Linked DNA regions of Mus musculus: region 1 is linked to region 2. A link is a contact called in public ChIA-PET data. All regions are on one chromosome and are shown on one strand. The core of a region is the stretch at or near the end of the contact, and the rest is flanking DNA. Distances in the headings are between cores, read along the strand shown. Region 1 overlaps Lnx2 (ligand of numb-protein X 2). Region 2 holds the start of Mtif3 (mitochondrial translational initiation factor 3).

The links. ChIA-PET counts read pairs in DNA pulled down with a chosen protein or histone mark.
Region 1: an RNA polymerase II ChIA-PET map of memory CD8 T cells shows a contact between it and region 2, with 92 read pairs. The contact joins the enhancer-like site here to the promoter of Mtif3 in region 2. A contact is called at or near these places in 6 of 39 promoter capture datasets (the C10 cell line, HPC-7-derived erythroid cells, epiblast stem cells and 3 more), 5 of 484 Hi-C or Micro-C datasets (CD4 T cells, CD8 T cells, Th1 cells and 2 more), 10 of 115 datasets of contacts at active chromatin or transcription factors (the 230-238 cell line, effector CD8 T cells, embryonic stem cells and 5 more) and 3 of 9 other capture datasets (adipose tissue, liver and pancreatic islet).

What each region holds. Positions count from the first base shown.
Region 1 is chr5:147,050,109-147,057,392 of GRCm38.p6, reverse strand. All of the region lies in intron 1 of Lnx2 (ligand of numb-protein X 2), which reads left to right. Among named protein-coding and RNA genes, the nearest start is that of Lnx2, 23 kb to the left of the region's middle. Within about 2 kb of position 5,427, at least 80 of the 459 cell types and tissues checked have an H3K27ac peak or open chromatin away from gene starts, as enhancers often do. A contact at or near this core is called in the 230-238 cell line, CD8 T cells, Th1 cells and 7 more, where this site is marked.
Region 2 is chr5:146,958,408-146,965,088 of GRCm38.p6, reverse strand. Mtif3 (mitochondrial translational initiation factor 3) reads left to right here and starts at 1,292. Exons shown (of 4, transcript NM_001256102.1): 1 at 1,292-1,366; 2 at 5,813-6,264. The coding sequence starts at 5,814.

The sequences.
Region 1 (7,284 bases), core at 4,178-6,677, 88 kb before region 2:
AGAGACTTCCAGGTTGCTGGAAAAGGTTTGGAAGCTGTGATTTGACAGGGAACTTAAATGACAGTAAAGCGTGGTTGTGGGTGACTCCCCCGGTGGACACATGGGAAACCTGGGGCAGCCTGTCTCAGAGCTCCAGTCAAGGCACCAGACCCTGGCTCCCTAGCTGCCACCTCAGTAACCTGTGCCACCCTCTCTGAAGGTTCAGATCAAGGTAGCTTGCTGTGTGTTGAAATTCCTCACGATAGGCTGTTTGGGAATATTACTGGGCCCATTTTCTCATGAAGGGTTTGTTATTTTCTACTCTTTGACTCTTTGCCTCGCTGATCTTTATCCTCAGCACGTGAACTTGTGCCTGTCTGAGGACTGTTGAGAATCTATCTCTCCTGCTAATTATATAACATTATCAGCTACCTGAGAAGGTGCATCACAGAGCAATGTCGCCTTTCCTTGGGCCGATCATAGTTCCCACCCTGAGGCCGTCAGCCATAGCCTACATCACGTGGCCTCTCCTCCTCTGTATCACCTCCTCCTGTGGCGTGGCTTTCTTTACTGACAGGGAGGAGGGCGAGAACTCTGGGAAGTTTCCCAATTTCAGGTCCCCCGGACATGGACTCAGGGATCAGACTGGCCAGGGTTTGAGTCACTTTCAGCCTGACCTTTAACCTCTCAGCCCTCTCTTCCTCTGTAAAATGATGGTGCTTCTCCAGAGGGCTTGTTCATGGCAGTGATAACATGAAGCGGTGCTTGTGGAGTAGTTGGTAATAGTGAGGGGTTCCTCACGTCACTGGAAGTGGGTTCTGAGTTGCTGGAGAAAGTAGAAAGATGAATGTTTTTAAATGAAAGTGTGTGTGGGGTGTGTGTGTGTGTGTGTGTGTGTGTGTGTGTGAGTGACTGTGCTCCTGGAACAGCACCTGGGAAGTCTCTAGTCTTCTCTGAGGATTTTGACCAGTAGGCTACCACAGAAAGAGTTCGGTATGGTGAAGCCTGGTATTTCAAGTGGTGCTTGGGAAGGAGCCTGGCTCGGTGTCCACTGTTCAACACCTTGCCTCCAGCCACAGTCCTCAGTTTCATTTTTACAGCCTTCTCTCTTCCGTGCTTCTGGGAAAGTTAACATTGGGCCCTGTTTTGGAAGTAACCAAGGTTTAACCCACTAAAGTTTCACGTGCTCCTTGCTACTGAGATTGGTTCAAGTTGTCTTAAACTTAAGACATGTCCCAAGCCAAACTGCAGAGTCAGCAAGCCATGATTCTGGGTATTTGCATATTGTGGAGGCTGAGCAAGGGGCTCTGTACTCTCCCAAAACTACTGCAGCAGCTGCCACCCACAGTTTGACCACACATGTACCCAACTCAGAGGAGGCAGGGCTGTCTGAGTCAGCCACACCTGTCCTATTGGCCACTTTTACTCAGTTTTCTGGCATATGAGGCGGAGTGAGAATCCTACACCCACTTAATCACCAGGCAGTCTGCCGTCTCCTGCATTGCTCAAGACTCCCTCACGCACTAACACTACTGTATGCCTCTGTTTCTCTGCCCAGATGCTCTGCTCCTCTAAGTGGTTAGTCTGGTGGCCAACATTATCCAGTGTTTGAACTATAGCTAGTACCAACTGGACTGTGACATAAACAGAGTAGTGTGGTGTTGGGGAGATGGCTCAGCAGGTAAGAGCACGTGTTTTTACAGAGGGCCTGGGTTCATCCAGGCTTCCATATAGTGGTTTATTACCATCCATAGCCCTGGTTTCAGGGTACCTAACAGGTACTCACATGATGCGCATACATACATGCAGGCAATACATTCATATACATAAGATTAAAAAATTAATAATTCTAGCTAGGTAGTGGTAGCGTACACCTTTAATCCCAGCACTTGGGAGGCACAGGCAGGTGAATCTCTATGAGTTCGAGGCCAGCCTGGTCTACAGAGTGAGTTCCAGAACAGCCAGGGCTGCACAGAGAAACCCTGTCTTAAACAAACAAACAAATCTATAAAAAATTTAAATAAATATTGGATTTCAGGGTCCAAGCATGAAGAAAGTATTATGATAGTTCAGTATTCGTTTTACATGGTGACTACATGGTAACTGATACTTTCGGATTTATTAGATTAAAGTATCGCTACATATTGTAGTGGATACCATCTGTTTCTCCTTAATGTGGCTACTGAAAAATTTAAGTTGTATGTGCCTCACATTATCTTTCTGTTGTGTCACTGACTAATTAAAGTCTCTGTACCAGACTAGTCTCTGTGAGGGCAGGGACTATTTGTTTAGCCAAAGTAACCCTATCTCTTAAGCTTGGTGCCCAGCCTGCAGCATATAATCAACAAATATTTGTTGAATGAGCTGTGAGTGTTCTGGTGGCTTAATCTCTGTACCTGCCATGTACCGTGCTAGTTAACTGATAGGAAGAAACAAGATAAAGTGGTTTTAAGAACATATTCCATGCTATGTGTTCTTCTTCCTGACGTTTCCATGGAAACAGTACCCAAAAGATTGCCAGGATTTCTGTAGTAGTCTTCAGATGGCATTTTCTCTATTTAACCAAATGCATGAAAGTTTAAATGTTTGGATAGGAGGTGTTTCTTGGGTTTGAAGTCCAAATTATAGCACTCTGCTTTGAAAAAAAAAAAAAGGTGTTAAATGCTCACATTCTCCCTATATTTATGGAAATTTTTCTATTAAAATAATTTTCATTGTTTTAATTTTATTGGCTTATGTTAATTATATAATAATTGGTTTTGTTATGATGTTTTATGTGTATATTTAACATATTTTGATGCTCTTCGAGCCCCTTAGCTTGTCACCCCATCCACACCCACACCGATTGGTCCCCTTCCCTGTCAGTTTTCCTCCTACTTGCATGTCTTCTGCTTGTTCGTGACCAATGGGCTTCCTGCAGGCTGCGTCCCTAAGCCCACGCTGGGATACTTACAGGGGCTTGAGCCCACTCTGATATCTGAGGCCCTGAAAATGTCTGACTGGCTCCCATTAACCACTGACTGCCCGTATGTCCTCAAAGAGGAGGGTAGGAACCTGTGAGCCCCCTTTCCCTCCATCCTGAAATATCGAGGGACCCAAGTGTGTAGGGCTTGTCAGATAATCATCACACTGCTGTGGGTTCAAGAGGACGGCACTCCTAGCATGCCCGGATACAGTGTTCCACACCACTCAGCCCTTCCTCGGCTCTTACAGCTTCCTGTAGTGTCCCTGAGGCATGGAGGTTTGGGTGGAAGTCCTGTTTAGAACCATGCTCTGTCCAGTCCGTGGGTTCATTCTGATCAGTTAGCTGTCTCTGCAGTCGCAGCCACCCATTGTAGCTTCTCTGACCCAGACCACAAGTACCACTGGTCTGATTTTTGGCTCTGCAGCGTCTCATCTTTCAGGCCCTTATGGCAGGTGGGTGCTCTTCCAGACCCGCTGCCACCTAGTTCTGAGGCTTCGGACAGAAACAGCTTACGACAGGAACTATGTTGGCTTATGATAGGCGACCCTTCATTTTTCACGGTCAGGGGACAGAGCAGTTTAGATTATGGCAGGCCCAGAGTGTGGCTGAGACTATTCATGTCACAACCAACCAGGAAGCAGAGAACACCCAAAACAAGGACTGCCTACTTCTATTTGATGACTTTATGGCTTCTAGTTTTTCTTTTATCACTGTTTGTAAATACACATTGCCAGTTGACCGTTATATAATTGAATGTTTGTTAGAAACACAAATTCAGATTGCTTTGAGAGTGCTAGGAGAGATCAAGGTCCTGGTTTGTAGCCATTTATGTGTATAACCTGGGGCCACTAACCTGAAAAGACCAGGCGAGAATCTAGATGCTGAGTGGCCGTAGATGATGGGTTTGTTTTAAATGAGGAAACACAGTCTTGCTTTAGGTCTCTGTGGGCAAAGCCTAGGGAGAAAGCCCTAAGCCCGGTTAAAACCTTTCTTTTCAGTCCCTATTGTAGCTCAAAAACTTTGTGCCTCGAGGCAAGTACAAGGGAATGTTTTTAAGAAGATTTTGGAGAAACCGATCCGATTTGAGCTGCTACCCAGCTTTATGCTCATTCAGATTGGTTTTGCTGTCTGACTGCAGAAACCGCTGTTGAATTTTGTGGTTGTCAAAGGGGCCAGAGATAGCTCAACGGTTAAGAGCACTGTCTCCTCTTGACAGAGGACCCAGATTTAATTCCCAGCATCCACATGGTGTCAGGAAGCCATTTGTAACTTCAGTGTGCAATGCTCTTTTCTGGCCTACTAATGGGACGCAGAGATACATGCAGGCAAAGCATGCACACACATATTATTTAAATAAGCAACCTCAATGTCCTTCTGGCATTGTGGCCTTTGTACAAATAGGAGTATGTGGTTTCTTCTGAAAGCCTGTCACCCAGGTGCTAACAGTATAAAAGAAATAATTTGCCTGTGGGTCTGCCATCCAGTTATTTATGCAAAATATATACTTATATATGTATATACAAGTAGTACATATGTGTGTATAAAGCATACCATGTGCAATCTCTGAGTATTGTTTGATTAGTGTGTGTGTGTGTGTGTGTGTGTGTGTGTGTGTGTGTGTGTGTGTGTCTCGCAATCACTGAAATCAGACTCCCTGATTTGAGTCCCATTTTCATCAGCTACAGCTTTGGGGTCTTTGCAAACTGCCTAGTGTTTCTTACAGTTTCTTCATCTGATCAGTAAGGAAGAAGGCGACAGTGATCCCAACTTGGTGTCATCATGTGGGTTAAACCTGTAACCCCATCTCGTCTCATCAGGCCTGTCACACAGTGAACAGTCAGTAACTGTTATCTCCCGGAATCCACTCCTTTGAGAGCTTCCCCAGGAGGGTAGGGACCTAGTCCCCTGGTGGTCGCACAGGTAGAGGTGGAGCTGTGTTCCCCCTGGTCAAGCTTCTTCATGTATCACATGTCCCATCATGCCTCTGCATGGAATATGATCTTCACTATTGCATAAGGCAGAGTGCACCCCAGGAGACTTAAACCAGCCAGCATGCATCCACACACGGCACTCAAGGGGACGCCCCAGATTCCCGCACAGTAAGCTAAGCTAGTGAGTGTCTGCTGTGTCACAGGGAGGCTAAGGGATTTTAATGCCGTTGTCAGAGGAGTAGTTTTCACAACCGGTGTCCTCATTTTCCTTTGTTTCTTTTCCTCTGTGGGCAGGCGCTCAGGGTCTTTATGCTGCTCGCCTCCCCTGCCCTCTTTGTTGGAAAAACAGATCTTTCCCATATGCAATAAAAACAGGAAGCAGAAAGTCCTCCACACGGCCTTGAAGGGATCGACACTGTCGGCTTTTACTTCTAACAGATCTGTCTGTGTCAAAAACAAAGTGAAGGGTAAAGGTAGAAACCGAGAGAGGCCTCCTGAAGCAGCCATCCAAGCAGCGATGAGGCTAGGGAGCCGCGCTGGACAGAGCTGCAACGACGAGAAGTGACTCAATTTCAAATACACGTAAGGCAATTTCAGCACCATTTGCTGCTGAGGAGGATGGGATCTGCCGATGGCAGAAAAGTCGAGGTGACTCCAGGATTCTTGCCCTACGCAACTGGAAAGGTAGAAATTGAGTGACAGAGACTTGAAAGAGCAGGTTTAAGGGTGGTGCTCAGGTTTAGACCTGGGACGCTGACGCTCGCTGGCTAGACAGCTCACCAACGAGTGAATCTGACTGGAATTCAGGGGCCGGGTGTACAAACTGCGTGAATGAGCATTAGACTGGAAAAGTCCCCGGCAGGAGAGTAGATAAATAAGCTTTGTCCCCCGTTGGGATGCTTCCCAGTGAGAAGTCCTTAGAGGTAAAGAGAAAGCCAGGAAGAGCGACTGGAGAGAAATGAGGAGCATGCGACTCGGAGAGACCAGGCGCAAGGGTTTCATGCAGGAGGACATAGTCAGTTGTGTCGAGTCTTGCAGACAAGGCCAGTCAAATAAGATTAGGACTGGGAATTAAGCAGTGGATTTAGCAACGTGGAATTCACTGGTGACCTTGACACAGAGTTTCGATGGGGAAAGCGACAGCTCCTGAAGTATAAAGTTCAAGAGGGAGACGCAGGAGAGCAGCCAGGGCAGAGGCAGTTCTGTGAGAAACTGCACCATTTGGGGTAGGCAGAAATCACGCACTCTGGGAGGAAATGAGAGTATGAGAGGTGCCGACCTCTAATCCCTTTGCCGTCCTCATCCCCTCCACAGCACGGACTCCCCCTCATATAAAGCTTTATTACATATATCTCTGGATACTCTTAGGGCCTCCTGTTTAATATCCTATCCCCTGGCTAACTCTCTTCAATTTCTTCACATGAAGAAAGTTCATGTCTCAGTAACTTCGAAAATGAAAGTATTCTTCCTTAAGGGTTACCCTCCCCTGCATGTAAGAGTCCCATTCTACCCAAGGGGTTCCCCACCAGCTATCACAGTGGTTAGCTTGGGGGTTGTGATTGCCATAGTGTGGACAGAAGCTGAACAGCTACATCCCCCCCACCCCCATCCCCATCCCCTGCGTTTTCTCCTCAGTTCTGCTAGCATTCTTAGACCATAATGTTTTGTTTCTTGAGTTACCTACTACTCTTTCGTGAGCGCTGACCAGTTACTTCCTGTGAACAAACTAAAAACAAAACAGGCAAAAGTACAACCAACCAACCAAAAAACACCTAAAATAACCAGGCCAGAGTAAAAAGAATTTATATTATACAAACTACCCTCTTGATCAGTGGTTCCCAACCTGTGGCTTGCAACTCCTTTGGGATATTTGCATTACTGTTCATAGCAGTAGCAAAATTGAAAATTTATGGTTGAGGGCCACCACCACATGAGAACTATATTAAAGGGTCCTAGCATCGAGAAAGTTGAGAGCCATTACTCTAGATAGTAAGCACAATTTTGATTCCTGTGAGCAATGTATGGTTTGTTTGTTTGTTCCGAAATGTTTCAATCCCTGTTACCTTTGTGTTGATATCTGTAAATTTTACCTTTGAAAAGTATTTTTTTCTGGGGGCTGGAAAGTCGGGTCAAAGCACCGGCTGCCTTTGCAGAGGACCCGTGTTCATTCCAGCACTCCCAGGGCAGCTCTTAGCCATTTGTAACTCCAGTTCCAAGGAATCCAATACCGTCTTCTGGCCTGAGCCAACACAGCAATTACACGCAGTGCACAGACACGTGTGTGGGGGAAACACCCCCACACATAAAGTAATCCCAGGCCGATGCCTAGGTGCTTGGCCTTTTGTTTGTTTGTTTCAAGTCAAAAAAAAAAAAATGTTAACCCAGTTCCCTCCTGACTACCCTATCCAA
Region 2 (6,681 bases), core at 43-2,542:
ATGGTTCACAACCATCCGTAATGAGATCTGATGCCCTCTTTTGGGGTGTCTGAAGTGTACTTATATATAATGAATAAATAAATCTTTTTAAAAATGGGTAGTGATGGCAGTGTATCATGAGGGTGTCTTGAGGATTAAACTAACTCAATACAGGCTAAGTGTTTAGAACTGTGGTGCTTATGGAAACTTTATCACAAATGTGAGCACTTACAACTGTTATGGACCTGTCTATCCAAGAGGTGGTCTCCACACTTTATTTGCACAACTATGCTTCTATCGTCCCATGGAGGACTAATGCTGGCAGAATAAAAAGTATCTGTAATTCTTCATTTCACTTAGGAATGGCTGACATGCAGAGCCCAGCCCTGGCCTTTGGATCATAAAGAATTGCTTCAGCTTTTGCCTGTCACAGATACAAGGCTCATGGGCCAGAGGCTGTGATCTGATGAAGAAAGGGAGACTTGGATGCGGCTCTAAAGCTATTTAAGGATGACCCAGGTTCCTCACCTGCAATAAAAGGATGGTATTTTGATGTACCAGTAATAGTTGCAATCAGATATTACCCTGATTGAGTTATTTGGTGAGGATTAAACAAGACAAGATGTATAAATTATATGTTATAGACACGTAGTCTGTAAATGAGGGACATTCAGCGGCTTCTCTAAGGAGTTCCCTGTTGAAGAATGGGGAAAAGCAGGGACTTAACGCCAAAGTAGGGGACAGTCAACAGCTTGGTAACAAGGGTGCAGGGCCCCAATAGCCTGAAAGTGCAACACCCAGGGGCTCGAAGTTTCTGACCATCCTCTTGCCTGACTCTGGCCAATGCGGTCAATCATCCCACATGTGGGTGGTCTGTTATGATTTCTCCCAGTTCTGACAGTAATCGAACCTGAATCCATCTCTTTTTCTCAGAAGAGAGCAATCTTGAGAGCGAGGGTTGCACCCTGCTACCCAGCTAGAGCTTCCACTAAACCAGATCCGCAGGTGGCAATAGTTTAACACCGCCCTGCAGTTGTCTAGCACTGTAGAAGGCATTATTCAACATTATTAATGTAACTGGCGGAAGCGATGCAGTGACTGTTCCAGGGACTCTATATTTTAGCGTTCACTTGGCCTTTGGAGCAGCAGGTTAGTAGCAAATCTCTCAGTTTCACTCAGGCCTGCTGCACGATTCTTTTTTTTTTTTTTTTTTTTTTTTTTTTTTTTGTCGGAGGGCTTTATTCCATTAGTGGAATCCGCAGGCCGCAGCTGCACCCTCCCTTTAAGGGACTCAGGAAGTTCCGCCTGCTACGGAAGCCGACGCGGTGCTCCGGCGGAGTCCAGGTACGGACCTGCTAGTTCTTCCTGCTCGCCTACCCCGGCCCAGGTAACGCTGAGGTGAGGGCTTGGCGACGGGGCTGAGGTGGGAATGCATGTCCTGGGAACATTCTGTGCAGAGAGCCCTCCGTGGACGTGGGGTGGCGGCAGCACCAGCCTTCGGAGTCGAGACCAGTTGCCGAGCTGCCAATAATCACTTGCTCGCCAGCCTAGCCAGTTTCGCTGTTTGTGTGCGCGCGCACGCTCCTTCCACGGATTTGGGGGGCAAGGTGGGGGCGTAGGACAACTGGCATCCTGGTGGCATGGCGTCCTGGTGGGCGTGTCTGCTGCGGACCCCTTGTGAGCGTTTTGGGATTTTTTTTTCCTTTAATTTTTGATGTTTTTGCAACAGGGTCTCACTATTTATCTCTGGCTGTCCTGAAACGCACTCGGTAGACCAGTCTGACCTCAAACCTATAGAAATCCTCCTGCCTCTACCTCCGAAGTGCTGGGATTAAAGGCGTGCACCGCTCGCCGTGTCAGGACTTTTGAAATTCCTTCCGGAATTGAAGGTGAGAGAATTCAGTCATAGGATGAAGCCAACGTCATTTTCGCAAAATATGGATTCTACTAGAACCCATCCTTTCCTTCGGGAGTGAATATAAGCCCTCAATATGTCAATGTGAGCTTGTGATTATGAAGTGTAACGATTCAGAAAAAAAGTAAAGAAATAAGTGGTAGAAATAAGCTCCCGTCAGGCCATATCCCGTCAGGAATAAAGCCTTATCCCTCGGAGGCAGAGGCAGAGGCAGGCTGATCTGTGAATTGGAGGCCAGCCTGGTCTCCATAGTGAGATCCTGTCTCAGAGAGAAGGAAAGAAAAAAGAAATCAGTATCATTAGGTTGAAGAGCTGCTCAGTAGGCAAGGCAGAGTTCAGTGTCTGGAACCTAAAGGTGGAAGGAGAAAACTCAGTCCACAAGGTTGTCCTTTGACCTCCACACTGGCACCATGGCATGGGTGCCCAGACACATCAGACAGACAGGCAGACAGACACACAAGCACCCTTACCCACTGAGCCATCTGGCTGGCCCTGAATCTTTGCTTAGTATTAGATAGTGTAGGCTGTGAGCATAGTCAACACGTTTCCGAGTTAACTGATACAGTTTCATAATTTTTAGTGTTGTGAAGGCTGCACTGATGAATAGTGTTAGTGTGTTTAGGCTCACTTTAGAAATTATTGGAACTCCCGTACTAATCACAAGCCATAATTTATTATTTATTATTACTGTTGTTGTTGATATTGTATTAGGAAACTCAAGTTTGGAACTCAAGTAGCAATTTTAAAAATAAAACATTGTAATACATTACAGCTTAGAGATACTCTAATTGGGTTCATACTGAAGAATGTTAGCAGAAAAGTATTGAAAGGTTTTTTTGTTTGTTTGTTTTTTGTTTTTGTTTTTTTTCGAGTCAGGGTTTCTCTGTGTAGCCCTCCTGTCCTGGAACTCTGTAGACCAAACTGCCCTTGAACTCAGAAATCCACCTGCCTCTGCCTCCCGAGTGCTGGGATTAAAGGTGTGCGCCACCACTGCCTGCCTGTATTAAAAGTTTTAAGAGCAGAAGACGGTGGGAACCATAAAACGTTGCAGTTGATATTCTGCTGGGGCCTTGAATTATCAAAACATGTGTGAGCTGTACTTGGCACTCATTGCCGTTTGAGACAGTGAGAACCTTGGAGATTTTGGTTTGACCAAAACTAGAGAAATAAGTAGATTAGTGTTACAGAAGTCTTCAGAATTTTACATTTGTAAAACCCTTACTTGTGGTTCTTTTACACACAGGCTGTGAAGCTAATGGTATGTATGTGTGTAGGTACATAGTAATATGTGTGCCCAGTTTGCTTTCTATTGCTTCGAGAACTACCATAGCAAAAAAGCAGACTACTTGGAGAGGAAAGGGTTGATTGGGCTAGCTGGTCCAAATCATAGTTCACCACTGAGGGAAGTCAGGGCAGGAACCTGGAGGCAGAAACCAAAACAAGACCACAGAGGAACACTGCTCACTGGCTGGCTCCCCGTGGCCTCTCAGCCTGCTTTTTCACACCACCCAGGAAGGGTAGTGCCCACAGCGGGTTGGATCTCCTACTACAGTAGTCATTACTCAGGAGAACGCTCCACTGACTTGCCAGGTGACTCTAGCTTGTGTGAGGTTGACAAAGCACCAGCCAGGATAATGCACAGAGCCAGTGTGGCCGTTCAGTTCAGTAGGATGACACATGGACACTGCAGGCTGGATTCATCGCAGGGACATGACCACTGAGCTACTACTTCTTCCGGGCATCAATTCCTGTTTCTTTGTTTTCTTTACACATTAATTACAAAAATCACTTGAACAAAGCAAAGAATGGGAAGATGAGCTAACTGACACCCATGTTCAGATTCGGCAAATGTCGCCATAATCGCACTTTGTAACTCCCATTTCCAGCCGAGCCATTTCAGAAGGACACGTGTCATGATCCTAAATACGTCAGGGCTTGTCTCCCGAGAGTTTTATTCTCACACTGAGCAAGCTGTTGGTACTTTTTGCAAGTTCCCAATAACTAATCTGCGTTCCTGTTTCCCAGGGTATCTCTCGGAGGATTTTTTTCAAACATTACACTTTGTAATTTCCCTAGCTTTTTATTCAAAGCCAGCCCATCTCCCCTTTTCATCCTCACCAAGCTAGTGTGTTGTCTCAGAGTCTGGGTTTGTGAGATCCCTTCCCTGTGGCATCCTCCAGGTCATTGCTCTCTGGGTCCAGCCTTATTCTGGAAGCTGGGTGGAGAAGCGAGCCAGTTTGGATTACCTCAGGGCGAGGCTGTGTTGTGGAAAGCTCTGCGTATTTGCAGCAGCTTCGGATCAGGAGGCATGCCCGGGGTGTCATGCTTTTCCTCTGGTGGCAGTGCCACTCTGACCGTTGGCCATGACGGTGACAGCCAGCGTCCTCCTCAGCAAAGTGTTCATACGTATTTAATCTGGGCACAGTGTGTGGGTGACCTTGTGGCATCAGCCTTGTACCTAAAGGTGTTTGACTATTGACTAAATGAGCCATTTTCCTTTGTTCCAAAATGGTGGTGGTGGTTATTATTGCTATTATTATTACCATAATCATCATCTCCATGCTAGGAAGGAGAGCTCTTCCTCATCCACAGAGATGGGCACAGTTTTCCCTTAAAAGACAGAGTAAACGCTCAGCTCTTTCTGTTTAATTACCAATTTACCAGTTTTCCATGGAGCTGGGGTGTGGCGGTGACACACAGTGGCAGTTATCATCCTAATAGATGTTTGCATATATATTCAGCGTGTGGAAGGGAATTACAGCCATTTTCCTTAATGTTTAAATTATACAACTGGCTGGACTAAGCCCCTTCATGCTGCCAAACTGTAAATGAAGTATGACCAGCAAGCAAAACAAAATACTCTCGGGGAGACCTGGAGACCAGGTATCTGATAGAGGAGGCACTGTCAGTCAGGGCTGGCCTAGAATCATGAGACAGAAGATTGGGCACCCTGGTGGTTGCTGGTGGCTTGCTGTCCACTTTGGACCTGTGACTAGAAGATGAAACCAGTCTCAACACATGCTGTTTGTCTCACTCTCTTCTATAGAAAGATTTTCCAAGATTGTTGCTCTGAGGATTAAACCAAGGGCCTTGTACATTAGGCAGATTCTCTACCACTGACCCAAATCCTGAGGCCCCAAATAAGGAATTCTGAATAGTAAATAATAATTATGAATTTGTGGGTTTTTTTTTTTTCATCTGAGATAGGCCTCACTCTGTAGACCAGGCTGGCCGGGAAATCACAGAGTTCCCTCCACACCCCTGCCTTTTCAGAGTGCTGGGATTAAAGGTGTGGACAAGAAGCACAGGGAGAAATGAGAGAAACACTTTTTATTGTTTTGTTGTGGTAAGGAAGCATTTTGTTAAAAGTCCAAGAATCACTCAGTTGTTTTATTTCTTATATTTTACAAGTGCTTACCCCATGCGTGTATTATCTGTGCACCACATGCGTGCAGTCCCCTCAGAGGCTAGGATCTAATGCATGTCAGATCCCTTGGAACTATGTGGATACCATGTGGGTGCTGGGAATCTAGTCCTTTGGAAGAGCAGAGGACTCTTAACCTCTGGGCCATCTCTGCAGCCCCTGACATGGCATTTCTACTGCATCCTCACAAACCCCCAGATGAACTTAGCTTTTGGAGCTGGCACTATAGGATCTAGGAGAAAATAGATGTCATGAATGTGGAAGAAAAAGAGATTGAAGTAGCCACGCCAGCCAACTGCTCAGTCTGATCTCCAGCTGCTAGGGACGGTGCCAACCAAGGATCCATGTCTCTGTGTCACCTTCCTACGCGTGGATCTGGTGGCCTGGGTGCTGTAAGGCTCCTCAGACTCACCTGTGGCACCCTCAGCTGCATCCCAGCAGACCATCGGCATCAGCGATTGCGTTGTAATAAACCTTCTCCATTACTTTGTCAGGATGGCTGTTCTTCTGATGAGGTTGATGCTACAAACTACAAAGCTTGACCATAACTTAATTGGAAGATGTTTGCAAAGACACGCTGTGAAGCCAGATCCAGCACAGCTGTCCCTGTCTGCGTCCACCCCAAAGCTGTTGTACCTGACTTCTGCAAAAGGTTTTAGTACTGCTGGAGACCCACAGGGTGAGAGGAAACAGAAAAGAAGGGATGCTTTCTCTAACACCGGCCGGAAGATTAGTGAGCGGATTATCCGCGTCCTGGATGAGAAGGGCATGGACCTGGGGATGATGCATCGAGCAGATGTGATCAGACTCATGAACAAGCAGGACCTGAGGCTGGTGCAGAGGAACACCAGCTCAGAGCCACCGGAGTACCAGCTTATGACCGGAGAGCAGATCCACCAGGAGCGGCTAAAGCTCCGGGAACAGGAAAAGGCCAAACCCAAAACTGGTAGGTGCTCTGCTGTGTTTGCGACTTGATCTCAGCCTGTGGGTTGCGAACCCTCTGAGGGACGGATGGCCCTTTCACAGGATGGTGTGTCAGATAGTTACAGTATGATTCATAACAGTAGCAGAATTACAGTTACGAAGTAGCGACAAAATAACTGGGGGGTGGGGGGAGCACCACCACATGAGGACCTGTGTTAAAAAAGGGTCGCAGCGTTAGGAAGGGTGAGAGCCATTGCTTCTGCATGACCCCTGGGGCAGTGGAGAGATGTCCACCAGATCTAACCCCCATTCCTGTTGCTCTGCTTTTTAAGCATCTTGTAAATCACAGATTTGTCTCTTGCCTCTGTACATGGCCAGTCACCTTCCCAGGCACGTGTCACGGAAGCCACGCAGAGGCCAAGAACTGGGTACTAAGATG